Regions from separate parts of the Mus musculus genome. Here region 2 is linked to region 1. Evidence: chromatin contacts called from public Micro-C data. All regions are on one chromosome and are shown on one strand. The core of a region is the stretch at or near the end of the contact, and the rest is flanking DNA. Distances in the headings are between cores, read along the strand shown. Region 1 has its middle 25 kb from the start of Gm28209. Region 2 holds the start of Tmem177 (transmembrane protein 177).

What was found. Hi-C and Micro-C count contacts between places; a contact is called where the count stands out from the background.
Region 2: a contact with region 1 is called in a Micro-C map of stem cell-derived neurons, with 2.3 times the contacts expected there. The contact joins the promoter of Tmem177 here to the enhancer-like site in region 1. A contact is called at or near these places in 1 of 39 promoter capture datasets (macrophages), 1 of 15 datasets of contacts at CTCF or cohesin (the NIH/3T3 cell line), 1 of 484 Hi-C or Micro-C datasets (stem cell-derived neurons), 1 of 115 datasets of contacts at active chromatin or transcription factors (embryonic stem cells) and 2 of 9 other capture datasets (liver and pancreatic islet).

What each region holds. Positions count from the first base shown.
Region 1 is chr1:119,873,978-119,880,805 of GRCm38.p6, reverse strand. It overlaps the pseudogene Gm29658. Among named protein-coding and RNA genes, the nearest start is that of Gm28209, 25 kb to the left of the region's middle. Within about 2 kb of position 1,710, at least 55 of the 459 cell types and tissues checked have an H3K27ac peak or open chromatin away from gene starts, as enhancers often do. A contact at or near this core is called in stem cell-derived neurons, where this site is marked.
Region 2 is chr1:119,908,472-119,915,090 of GRCm38.p6, reverse strand. Tmem177 (transmembrane protein 177) reads left to right here and starts at 1,908. Exons shown (of 2, transcript NM_175106.4): 1 at 1,908-1,958; 2 at 3,937-6,619. The coding sequence starts at 4,144. The coding sequence ends at 5,079. All of the region lies in intron 2 of Gm28209 (a long non-coding RNA gene), which reads right to left.

The sequences.
Region 1 (6,828 bases), core at 461-2,960:
ACCATAGTGTCAGGCTGAGATGGCTTGTTTGGTGAAGAGCTGGCCTTATAAGCACAAAGACCCAAGTTCAATCCCCAGAATCCACATAAAAATGGCTGGGTGTGGTGGCTCAGGCTTGTAATTACAGACCTAGAGAGGCAGAGACATGTGTATCCCTGGAACTCACTAACCTAGCCTACTTGGTGTGTTCTAGGCTAGTGAAAAACTGTCTCCAAAAAAACCCAAAGTAGGTGTGATGAGATGATTAGGCAAATAAAGGTCCTACAGATTGTTCCTCTGAACTGCACACACACACACTCACACACACACTCACACACATACATACACACACACACTCTCACACAAACACTCATACACACACATACACACACACACACACACTCTCACACACACACTCACACACAGACACACACACACATACACACCATGACACAGACACACACACACTCACACACACAGACTCTCTCACACACACACACACTCACACACAAACATACACACACATACACACACACATACACAAACACACCATGACACAGTAAATAAATAAACAAATAAATGTAATGAAATCTTTTTAAAAGGTGTCTTTATCCGTCTGTATGTGTATGTGTGCTTGCTGCATGAGTTTATGTGTACCACAGGCTTGCAGATGCTCGAGGACCCCCTGCATACAGAGTTACAAGTTGCCTGATGTGGATGCTGGGGGTCCAACTTGGGTCCTGTATAAGAGCAGTAAGTGCTCTAGACTGCTGAGCCATCTCTCCAGGCCCTCATATTTTTTTTTCAAAGATTAAAACCCAAAAGGTAGTTGGCACCTAAGGAACAACAGCTGAGGTTGTCCTCTGGTGTCCCTGTGCAGGCGCACCTGCATATGTACAAACAAGCACATCCATGCACATAAACACACACAAACACGCATAGGCAAGCATAGCGTCTGACATAACACAGACATAACTTAAGTGTACAGGGTGCATGCACACAACGGGCACACATCTAAAGGCACAGTGTTTGACACACAGTGAGTATGCAGGTGTACTGTCTTCCCCAGGCTCTGCCGAGCTTCAGCAAGTGGCCTGTAGCCCTTCATCTCTGATAGTCCTTTGTGTGTGGTGAGCATTTAATAGATACTGAAAGTATGGCCAAACGAGTAGTCCTCTGAGTTATCAGACTCTTTTCTCCTCCCTAATACTAAGAAGCATTGGAAAAACAGCATAGCCCATTCTTGCTTTGATGCTAGCAGTATTTTCAGACACTGAATCTGAATTTCAACTATCACAAGTGTGTGACCTTCATTTCCACACAGCTGTGGTCCTCTTTGATTTTGATTTTCTCTTCCTGTTTTCTTGGTTCTCTTTATCTCCTTTTGGTTTTGTTTTCTCGGTGTACTGGTTCTAAGTGTCCATGGTATACGCTACACTTGTAGAGAGAGATGGAGGGAAAACAAGCATGAAGGCAAATGAGATCTTAGCTTAACTACGGACCCTGAGGACGCATTGAAGCCTTTCCTCCATTAGCAAGTGAGTTTCTTACCATGCTGGTGCAGTTCGTACCAGACTTTCCAGCAGGCCTTGTTCCAAGGGGCCATGAATGCCAACGGGGTACTGTGGCCTAAAAGATGTCCACAAAAAAGGCCTCTTTTAGAAGGCAGCCCACATTGCACAGTTGGCAAATGCTAAGCCGAGCGTTCCCCCAGCTTCCAGAGGGAAATGAAAGACGCTTTCCCCATAGCTTCTCTTCCAAGCTCTTACAGCTGGAAGGGCAGGGGAGCCAAGTTCCGCCCTTTTCAGTGTGGGTTGTCACTAGCATGCCAGGATTTTCTGATAGATTAGCCAAACACCCAACACAAGAGAAAGGCCTATCACGCATCTTTCTGCTTATCCATCATTAAATGCTCCATTTCACCCCAAAGAACCTGACTTTTCCTTTTTGCCTTCTGCCATAGCTCAAAAACACCACTGAGGAGATATTTCTTCTAAAAGCTGACAGAGGGACTTGGAAGAAAGTAGTGGGGGGTCCCAAGCAGACCTCTTATTTGTAACTCTGCACCCGAAGGTCTCTGTGATTCTTAGAATCTGCGAGGGTTTTCTAGGATCACTGCTGAATTTTTCCTGACTGAGACGTAGATGCCCAGAGGACTAAAGTGGCACATCCAAGGTCATAAGCCTGGCATAGGGGAGGGCTAAGGCTAGAGCTGGCCTATATGTATATGCATGTGTGCGTTTGAGGGGGTGTGGGGATGCGATGTGTGTGTGTGTGTCTTTGGGGGGTGGAGGGAGAATAAAAGGGCAAGGGAGAAAGACAGAGAGTGCAAGCAAGAGTGCATGTGAGCTCATGAGCACGTGGGCACGTGGAGCCAGACATTTACTTCCTGTATCTTTCTCAGTTGCTCTCCACCTTATTTTATGAGACAGGGTCTTTCACTGAACAGGTTTACTCACCAGTTGATAGACTTGCTAACCAGAGAGATCCAGGAATCCACCTGTCTCTTCCCTGGGTGCTGGAGCGACTGATGTGTGGCCACATCCACTTTTCCATGGCTGTTGGGGATCAGGTCTTCATACTGTTTCAAGCCTGTACTTTACCTGATGAGCCATTTACCCAGCTCCAGGTCATACATTATATATATATATATATATGTACACACACACATATATACATAAATATGTGGGTGTGGGTGTGGGTGTGGGTGTGCGCGCGTGTGCATGCAAGTCTATGGTGCATTTTCTTGATTGATGACTGATGTTGGAGGACTGAGCTCACCGTAGGCAGTGACTCCTCTATGGCTTCTATATCAGTTCCTGCCTCCTTGTTCCTGCTTTGAGTTCCTGCCCTGACTTCCCTGGATGATGGTCTGCAATCTATAAGATGAAGTGAATCTTTTTTTCTCCCCAAGTTGCTTACGGTCATGGTATCTTATGACAGCAATAGAAAAGCCTAGCTAAGATGGCATAGTTATCCTCAGACTCTCTGAAATGGTTTTGTGTTTGTTTTTTATCACTAGCCTCAGATGGCCTGGAGCTCACTGTGTAGCTCAGGGATGAGGTGTTGATCCCCCTGCATCTACCTCTAGAGCGCTGCAGTGCTGGCACTCAAACCCAGGCCCTCAGACATGTGAGGCGTGCATTTTACCAACTGGGCGCATCCCTAGGCCTCCTATAAGTTAATGATTCCAAAGTTGATGCCTTTCCAATGGACAAAGGGCAGACAGCCTCCCTTCGGTCTTATTTTAAACAGACACCCCAAATAGCACAACCAAAAAGCCTAGTTTGTTTTTCTTGTCATGCAAAATAAAACAGTTTACAGCAGACATTCCCTAACTCACAAATAAGCCAGCATCCCAACAGTGTGTTTGGATTTTTGCTATTTAGAATCCAGGATGTATTCTTCTTCCCAGGAAATCACATGATCAAGCGTGGGTAGAACCCCAGGCAAGGTCATGAGGGTCAACTTAACTAAAGAGTAACCACACTGGACTCCAAACAATTCTCTACCATATTACAATTCTCTATCATATTATTTCTGTGAAAAGAACATACACATGCCCCTACACACACACACACACACACACACACACACTATACATTGTAGTTATGGCCTGGAAAGAGGGAAACAGCTACCCTACCAGGACCCCAGTGTAAAGATGCCCACTTAGCAAGGGAGCTGGCAGCTGGCCACATGAAATCAGGAATTGTTCTTTTTTGCATAACAAGAAAAAAAACCAAAGTGGGCTCTTTTGCTTATGCTATTTGGGGTGTCTGTTTAAATTCTGGAGCTCCTGAGTCTCCACCTGTCTCCAAGGAACTCGGGGCAGTTAATGGTGGTTGGGGGAGGAGGAGCCACTTCCTTCAGTGGTGTAGTCATAACCCTAATGAAACTCAGTGGGCCACACATACTCAAGAAGGACCGAAAGGTAGTTGGGGACTTGTGAGAAGAAGAGGGAGTGGGAGGGAGACAAGAGAAATTATGATAGAAATACATTATGCACATGTATGAAATTGTCATGGAAGCTGGGACTTGGGTATAGCTCAGTGACAGGATGTGTTTAGTGTACACAAAGGCCTGGGTGACAGATATAGATGAAGCTGGTCTCAAGTCACCTCTATTGCTCAAAAGTTAGACAAATTCTTTCTACTCTCTGAGCCTCAGGGGGATTTATAAGGACCTTATAAGGAAGAAAACGTATACAAAGAGCCTATCACAGCGTGTTGCCGTGGCAGGCAAGCTACAGGTTTACAGGGCTGATTCATGAAGAGGACCGTGTTGTGCCAGTTAAGGGATATGGACTCTTCCCTTAGAGAAGAAGGTGGGGTCCACGGCAGGAGGCCTGAGCAGGGCAGACAGTGTTGTTCCATGCAGGAACCACAGAAATGGCTTCCCTGAGCAGTGGACAGTCAGCAGCAACCCCAGTCTGCCTGCTGCCCTATGCCAGCATTCCTTCTTGTCCCTCAGGGACTCTCTCTGGGCCCTTTCAAGTCTCTTTGCAGTGACTTAAAATGTTCAGGCGGGTATACAAGCAAACTGTAAACATTAGAAGGAGCAGAGCTGCAGCCTAAGCCTCAGCCTCCCATAAGCTAAGCCTGCTTCATGCCCTGACACTGCTGGGCATGGGGTTGGGGGCGGGGGCGGGGCGGGGCTGGGTCTGACTTGCTAGCTTTTCTCTCCAAGCCTCTCATACTTACTGGCTTGGTTTTGGACCATTTGAGGTCAGGCCCAGAGGGAGAAAACAACAGGGAAGGAAGGCACTGTAGCAGGGCTGGCATGGAGTCCCTGGGGTGTGTGTCACCCGGTATTCAATGTTTCCTGGGGCCAATGGCTTAAAAGTGGACCCTTGGACAACCCCCTACAGACACTTCCCCCACACAGAGATACCATACACACAGACCCTCCCCACTCCCCACAGACACCCAACCCCCATACAGACACCCCTACACACAGACAACCCTCCACAGACAGACAGACACACAGATACACTCCCCACACACAGAAACACTCCCCACATACAGACACCCCACAAACACCACACACACACACACACACACACACACACACACACACACACTGTCTCAGAGAGAGCAGAAAACAACAGAACCTTGTTTCAGCATGGGTTGCTGGTCCTGAAACCATAACCATCTCCAGAAATCAGGAGGGTTGGTGGACTGACCCAAGGGGTATAGTAGAAAACCCTTTTCTTTCCTTTTCCTTTGGTATGCGTGTGTTTGTGTATGTGCGTGTGTTTGTCTCTGTGTGTGTGTGTGTGTGTGTGTGTGTGTCTTTGTCTGTATCTGTGTCTGTGTCTGTGTGTCTGTGTGTGTAGAAATTTGAAAACCACCTCAGGAGTAGGTCCTCCCCTTCCACCTTGTTTGAAGTAGGGTCTTTTTGTCATTTGATTGCTGCACAGGCAACCTCATCAGCCTGCAAGCTTCCAGGTACCCTTTCCCTACCTTCTATTTTGTCACAAGAGCCTTGAGATTAAGGCCACATGCTCCTGTGTGCAGCTTTTATGTGTGAGTTCTGGGGCTTCTAATTCAGGTTCTTATGTTAGCACAGAAAGGACGGACTCATCTCCCCAGCCCCTGATGCAAGCTGGAGCTGGAAGGCCAACTCTATGCCCCAAACAGGCCCTCTATCAGTGGTGTAGTCCCCACAGGGGACAAAGTGCTTTCTTTTTTTTCCTGAGTATCACAAAAGTTTATTTAGCAAAAAGTTCCATATGAAAATGTACATGACCTAATTCTACATCACAACCAAACAGGCCTTGGGGGAGGGATGTGGACACACTGCTTGCGGAACACTGGTCAGACTCTTTCCAAGGCTTCTAAAATGATGACGCTGTTTCCTCAGATGACCACCATGCCGATGTTGTTCTACTGGCCACTGGTTATCATCTCCACACACTTGTCAATCACAAGGTTCATAAAGGGATCAAAGCCCTCAGTATTACTTGGACATGCTTGCCACCCTTTAACTTCAATGACAACTTCTTGTCCATAAACTTTTTCAGTTCGGGAGGGTGGGCTTTGCTCATAGCGACTCCTCAGCAGGCTTGGCACAATGGTGAAGGAGTCGGGGACAGACTCTTTATGTGAACATGTATGTCTGTATCCTGGGTGGGGAAGGGACATAGTGTGGACGCCAGTGGACAGTCTTAACTGTTGGTTATTTCTCCAGTGCTGTCCAAATTGTTGTTGTTGTTCCTGTTGTGTATTTGTTTGGGGAAGTATTGGTTGGTTGGTTGGTTGGTTGTGTGTGTGTGTGTGTGTGTGTGTGTGTGTGTGTGTGTGTTTGACATAGGGTCTCTCACTCATATGGAGCTTAAGCTGCCTGACCAGCAAGCCCCATAGATCTGCCAATCTCTATCCCTCAAGGCTGAGATTACAAGTGCGCACTGTCACACCTGGCTTTAAAACAAAACAAAACAAAACAAACAAACAAATATAACATGGTGCTATAATAAAACACTATGAGAAAAAGCAACTTAGGGTTTATTTCAACTTAAAGCTCTCAGATCACACTTCATCACTGAGGAAAGTTAGGGCAGGAACCCAAGACAGGCACCTGAATGTAGGAACTAATCCAGAGGCCACTGAGAAACACAGCTTATCATTAGTGTCCTGTTTCTCATGGCTCATCGACTCAGCCTGCTTTTTCCCATCCACCAAGAACACCTATGCAGGCCCTCTCACTTACCACTGTGGGCTGGGCCCATCCATATTAATCCTTAATCAAGGAAGGAACCTACAGACTTACTACAGGCAATCTGATAGAAGCACTTTCTCAATGGAGGTTCCTCTTCCCTGATAACTCTAGCTTGTGTCAAGTGGACAATAT
Region 2 (6,619 bases), core at 659-3,158, 34 kb before region 1:
ACATGACCACAACAACAGTCTGGTCTAAGGAAGAGCTCTCTCCCTCCCCCGGGCCATAGCTAAGGGTGGTAAGAGCTTCACCGAGACCCAGGAGTTCAGTTCTTAATGCTGAAAAAGCAAAGCACTCAGCCTGGGGCATTGGTGTTTTCCTGGCTCTGGATTAAGACTCAGGTCAGAACTTTTGCATTGATCCTCTTGCTCTGGGGGCTTCAGGGTTTGACCAGTGCTAGGCCGTAAGCAATCCTGGCTGTTCAACTATCTGAGAGTAGAGCTTGGGTCTTTGGCCTTCTTAGTTGTATGGACTATTGAGATCTGCCTGTCTCTGCCTCCCAAGTGTTGGGGTTAAAGATCCGGGCCCCCATGGCCATGGAACCAATGCTTTTTATTAAACTTCTTCGCACATACTCTCACACTCCAGGTTCTCGTTCCCTGGAGAATCTGAGTAATACTGGGGGTAAGTGTGTTTTAAAGGACCAACTAAGCTGGGGAGGGGGTGGTGGCTGGTGGTGGCTGTGGTGTGGGCCTTTAATCCCAGCACCCAGGATGTAGAGGCAGGTGGACCTCTGAGTTTGAGGTCAGACTGGTCTACAGAATGAGTTCCAGGACAGCCACAGCTACATAGAGAAATCATATCTTAAAAACCAAACCAAACCAAACCAAAACATCAACTAAGTTCACCCAAAGTGTGGTTTGAGATGTCTCAGGAAATTTGATTTTCAAAACAAAAAAGGAAATTGTGAGATATAAATAAGGAAGATAATCTGTAAGGTGTGTGGATTAATTGAAAGTTGACTATAAACCAAGTAGAATAATATCTTTATACAGAAATTCCTGGATGTATTAAGGTAATATTTGTAAACAGACTTTATGCTTAAAGATATGAGATAGCTCTAACCTACTGAATAGTAATGAAAACACTAGCAATGGTGAGTATTATTTTAACACCCAAAGCCCCTGGGCACTGTTTTTTTAGAAAACTCCTCAGACTATTAATGAGATGGCTGAAGTGGTAAAGTGACTGCCACAAAAGCATGCAGACTTGAGCTCAGTCCTCAGCAGCCACATAAAAACAAACAAAACCAAAAACCTGGCTGTTAATGGTGTATGATTGTAATCCCAGCCCTGGGGAGACAGAAGCAGGCAGACCCCTGGGGCTCACTTGATCAGGCTGGCTACCTTAATTGCTGAACCCCAGATGCCAGTGAGATAACCCTATCTCCAAAAACGGGTCAGCTGTCTCCTGAGGAGCAACATCCAAGTTCACCTATAAATGAATGAGCGCACATTTGTGTATCCACGCATCTACCATTTGTTGGGTGTGCCTTCTAGTAAGTACTTATTACTTAACTCTAATATGGTCTACACCACACTTCTTTTCTTGTATTGTTTTGTTTTGTTTTTCGAGACAGGGTTTCTCTGTATAGCCCTGGCTGTCCTGGAACTCACTTTGTAGACCAGGCTGGCCTCAAACTCAGAAATCCGCCTGCCTCTGCCTCCGGAGTGCTGGAATTAAAGGCGTGTGCCACCACACCCGGCTTTAGACCACAATTCTTGCTGGTCTCACAAGGTCACTTGACCTTCGGAATGCAGCGGTCACTGGCAGCAATTCCAGACCTTTCTGTCCTCGCTTTTCTCATTAAGCTTAGCTCTCCTCCCAGCGTACTGCACAGATACCTATTCGGCGCTACAGAAATCCGGGCCAGCAGGTCTCTATCTTGGCTCCGAAGGGCGCCGCGACACGGCTGAATTGGATAACAAAGTCCTCAAACTGCTCCACCTCGCCCTGAATAAGACCTTAGAGAGCAGACCTCAGGACCAGAACAGAAGCGCTGCTCCAAGCCCCGCCCACAACGCCCGTTCCGCCCACAAAGGCCCCGCCCACAAAGGCCCCCAGACCGGCGTGCTTTGCGCCTGCTCAGTCCGGCGCGGGAGCGGCGTGTTCTAAGGTTGCTACCGAGGTAAGCTCTCCTCTTGGCTGTGAGTTCTCTTATGTCCAGCTTCCGGGTTCAGTCATGTTCCGGTTGTTGGAAGCAGCCCGGTATGTGTCAGGGCGGAATCACATTGAGAGCTCTTCTAAAGCCAGAGCCTACACCTGCTTCTAGGCCAACTGCGAGACTCAGAGGCCGACCCGGGAGAGGTTGTTTTTGTTTTTGTTTTTTGTTTTTTTTTTTGTTCCCTTCCAAGGACCCTGTCTTTTCTAGCCTCAGTTTCCTCTTGGAAAGAATGAGTTAAATGAGTGATACAGAACCCTACGTTTTGTTTACAGTAGTACATTGCTAATCAAACGCTTCGCGGAGATAGGAATAAAGTGAAATTTCATCCAAAGAGAAATAACAGTCATAGTGACATAATCACAGACGAAATAAGGTGCCCAGAATATTCAAAAGTGCGCCTGTGAGACTTTGTCTCAAAAAAAAAACCACCACCAATTAACTTTAAAAACAATATTAACTTTGCTAATGAGTGAGGTGGATGGTCTGTTTGGTCTGTTTGTGTATATATAATAGATAACATTTTTAAGGTGAACAGCTTGCTATGAATCTCTAACGGCCCGTGATCAAATACCGAACCTTTGCTATCAGTGGTTAGCCTGCCAAGAAAAGTGTCTCATGAGGAATGACCTGAACAACAGGAGTTTATTTTTTCTTAGTTCCAGAGCTGGAGGTCCAAGACTCAGGTGTGGCCAAGCTAGGCTCCCTGGGTATTTCAGCAAGGCTAACAAATGGCCATCTTACCCCTGGATCTTCATGTGGTATTTTTTCTGTATGTGTCCGGATCTGAGCTCGAAAGCAGTGAGATCTGAGTATTGCTATCCCACGAACCTTCCGTTTCTATTTCAATGATAGGCCGAAGCTCCAAATACAGCCACCTCGTAAGATAATGGAAATGTGGCTCAACCATGGGAGCTTGGTGGAAGTAGGGACACTAGGCAGCATGTGACACTGCCACTTGTGGTTTTGGCCAATAAACCTGTCCAGCTGCATCCCTTTTCACAGCTGGAAATAAACTGTTGTGGTATGGGCTCTGAAGTATGATTTTTTTTTTCTTAGACTGACTGAATCCAGTGAATTCTCTGTGTCCTCAGACTCTATATTTGGTGATACCACCAGCTACATATCAAAAAATGTTTTGGAAGGAAAATTTGTATCTGTACTGAACATGGCTTTATTTTCTGGCCTTTAATTCCTAAGCAATATAGCATCACAAATTACAAATGTAGTGTTTGCATTGTAATAGGTTCTGTAATAACAAATACTAAGCCTTTTTGTAAGAGATGAGCATGTGAGGATCTTGGAATGTTTGTATCTTGAATCTAATCCTCTAAGGATATGCACATATAGTATTTATGTATAAATGTGTGCGTTTAAATATTCCCTGTGTTTATTAGTGTTACATGTATTTCCTAGTACAGTTGGCTGTCTGTGTCCATGCATATTCAATCAGCCAAGAACTGAAAATATGCAAGCAAAACTGTGTCTGCTGAGCAGGCAGACATTTTAGTCGTAGTCTAGCTCTATATGTAGTCTTGTGTTGTAGTGGGTATTATAAGTAGTATGGAGATAACTTAAAGTATGTGAGAGGTGGGTATATATATATATATATTTTATGAGAGCTCATATGCAAATGCTATGCTATTTATATAAAGCAACTGATGGTCTTTGATTTTTGGTATCTGTGGGGATCCTGGAAGTAAACCCTTGTAGCCACTGAGGGACAGCTGTATACGCAGTGCTCTCAGAACTGTGTCTAGCATACAGTAGGTGATTAAACATGTGAATCCTAAGTCAGTTAGAGAGTCACTCTAGGATGAGTGGTGGTTGGAGAGAGGCTGTCGAATACTTAGTGCTGTGTCTAGCCATGGCAATACAGCCATTGCCAGAGGATGTCCACCACTGTGAGACACTGAAATGTCCTCTCTGTATTTACCCATCACAGTTGCTCTACACCTGGCTGCCAATGGGAAAGCTGATTCTGTGAAGCCTGAGGTGTCGGACTCTGGATGGAACCCGTACTCTCAGCCACAATGCAGTGTCACTTCAGTTAGGAACATTGTGGCCCCGGAGGTTGTTTAGCCCACAACCTGACAGAACCATCGGCTGACTTCTCTTCTTCTTGGCCAGTCTATCAGCAGAGGCAGTACTCATGGCTGGTCCTCTGTGGAGGGCTGCAGCCTTTATACAGAGACACAGAACAAGCCTATTGGTGGGTTCCTGTGCAGGCCTGTTTGGGGTTCAAATCTCATTTCACCTCTTCCCAGATCCCATAGTCCAGTGGCTCTACCAGTACTGGCCTCAGGGCCAACCAGCTCCTCTTTCCCCTCATCTGTGGAGCCTCTTCCAAGAGGTGCTAAAGGACATAGGTGTCCCTTCGGGTCACTGCTACAAGCCTTTTACCGCCTTCACTTTTCAGCCTGTGAGTGCTGGATTCCCACGGTTGCCTGCTGGGGCTGTGGTGGGAATCCCTGCCATCTTCCTGGGTGGCCCTGTGACCAACATTGAACACTCTGTGATCATACATGGGCAAAGAGTGGATTGGCAAAGCCCAGCAGGCACCAGGCTGAGAGATGCCCTGACCATGTCTCATAATGCCCAGAAGTTTGCCTTGGCCAAGGAGGTGGTATACCTGGAGAGTGGTGTGGCTGCCCTACAGACCCTGCCAGCCCCAGCTTGCCTAGCAGGAACATGGGCAATAAGTGTGGGTGCCAAGCATGCCCTGGGGCTCTACGGAGGCCCCATGAGCTTGCGAACTGCCTTTAACTTGGTGGCAATAGTGGTAGGCTATGTAGCCTATACCTTTTCCAAAGACTCTCTCACTCTTGCCCTGGAAGGCTGGCTGGACCGCCGCACGGCCTCTCTGTCTGCAGCCTATGTCCAGGGTGGAGTGGAATTCTATGAGAAGATTCTGTCAGGAAACTTAGCCCTACGCAGTCTTTTGGGCAGACAAGGAGAAAAGCTGTATACACCAAGTGGAAACATTGTCCCCAGACACTGGTTTCGCATCAACCATTTGCCCTACACCACCCGCCGGGACTCTCTACAACAGATGTGGAGGGCAACAGTCAGCCCAGGCCGCTTCTGAGAATCCAGGCAACAGGGCAGTCCTGGCTTGCATAGGCACTGCCTCGTGATGAACTTGAGATGAATCTCTTAGTGTGGTTGCACCCACAGCCCAGGGTCAGAAGAGTGACCGTCTTTGGAGTTAAACAATTCAACTCTGTCCTCGCCATGAATAGACTCTGGCTGAGCGTGAGTCCCTATATGAATCTTGAGTCTTGTTTACCTCAACTATGAAGTGGGGAGGACTGATTGTAGGGTTGTATGAGATTGTGAGCCTGAGGGCCTGGTAGAACGCAGCATAAATAAACAGGGCTTTCTTCCCTAGTGGTCTCTGAATTCCAGTGGACTGTGGAAGTCAAACCATGAGTCACCACCAGACATGTTTCTGATATATCCACCCTTTCTTTCTTGCAGTGGAGAACTGCCCTAATCTACCAGATAGCATATAGCTAATTTATCCCTTGCCTTGATCCTTGGACAAGAGACCCTAGCAGGACAAGGTGAGGAGACTTGTGATCACAGAGCTAGACCTAACTTGGCCATTCACATCATCTTCTCCTTGGAAATTCTCTCTTCCCTGGGCAGTCTTGAAGGATACCAGCCTGGGTCCAGTGTAACTCAGAGGAAAGGCCACACACCATAGGAAGGGTACTCTGGTGGCTGTGGTAGGCTGAAGAATGGCAGGGTGGGATAACCAGTGGCTTCTACTCAGACTTTGTATGTGGTTTAGAGTTGAGTGCACTGCCAGCCACGGGTCCTTTCCCCTGGTCATGGCAGGCTGAGCTCTTGAGGACAAGGGACTCTAGAGCAGAATACAATATGGGACTGATACGTGGATGGTGTTCTAGCTTTCTCTTCTGTAGATGTGATAAAAAAATACTCTGACCAGAAGCAACTCTAGTAGGAGAGGTTTACACTTCTAGATCATATCCTCCAATCCATCTTGGAGGGAAGTCAGAACAGGAACTCAAGTCAGCCCTGGTGTCAGGGACGATGAAAGAATGCTGCCTTCTGGTAACTCTTAACTCCCAGTCTCTGCTCAGCTAGCTTTTTATACAACCCAATACTACCTGCCTATGGATGCTACTATCCATCCATTAATAGTGAAGATAATCCCCCACAGACACACAGAGACCAGTCTTCAGTTGAGGCTTTCCCTTCTCAGGACTGTAGGCTTTGTCAAGTTGACAAATCTAACCAGGACAGATGGATAAAGTAGTTACTAGATGGATGGCTCTCCATCCAGGCTGACAACACTCTACATCCCTCAGTCACTGCTGTTGCTGTATGCTGCTAGCTAAGGGCCAAAAGTCCACATCAACACCCACATGGAAAAGTATGGACACCGTGGCTCCATCTTCTTGGCCCTTAACACTCTAACACTACACTATCTACTCTTAATCTTGCGAGGAACCAAGATGGTGGCAGCAGGCCCCTCAATTTATTTGCTCAAGTGCTAGGGTTTAAATATGGAAGCTGTGTCCCCATTGTGGCAGTGTTGAAAGTAGGGAAGCCTTTGAGAGGTGGGGCCCAGTGGGAGGTGATGAGGCCCTTTGGGGTAT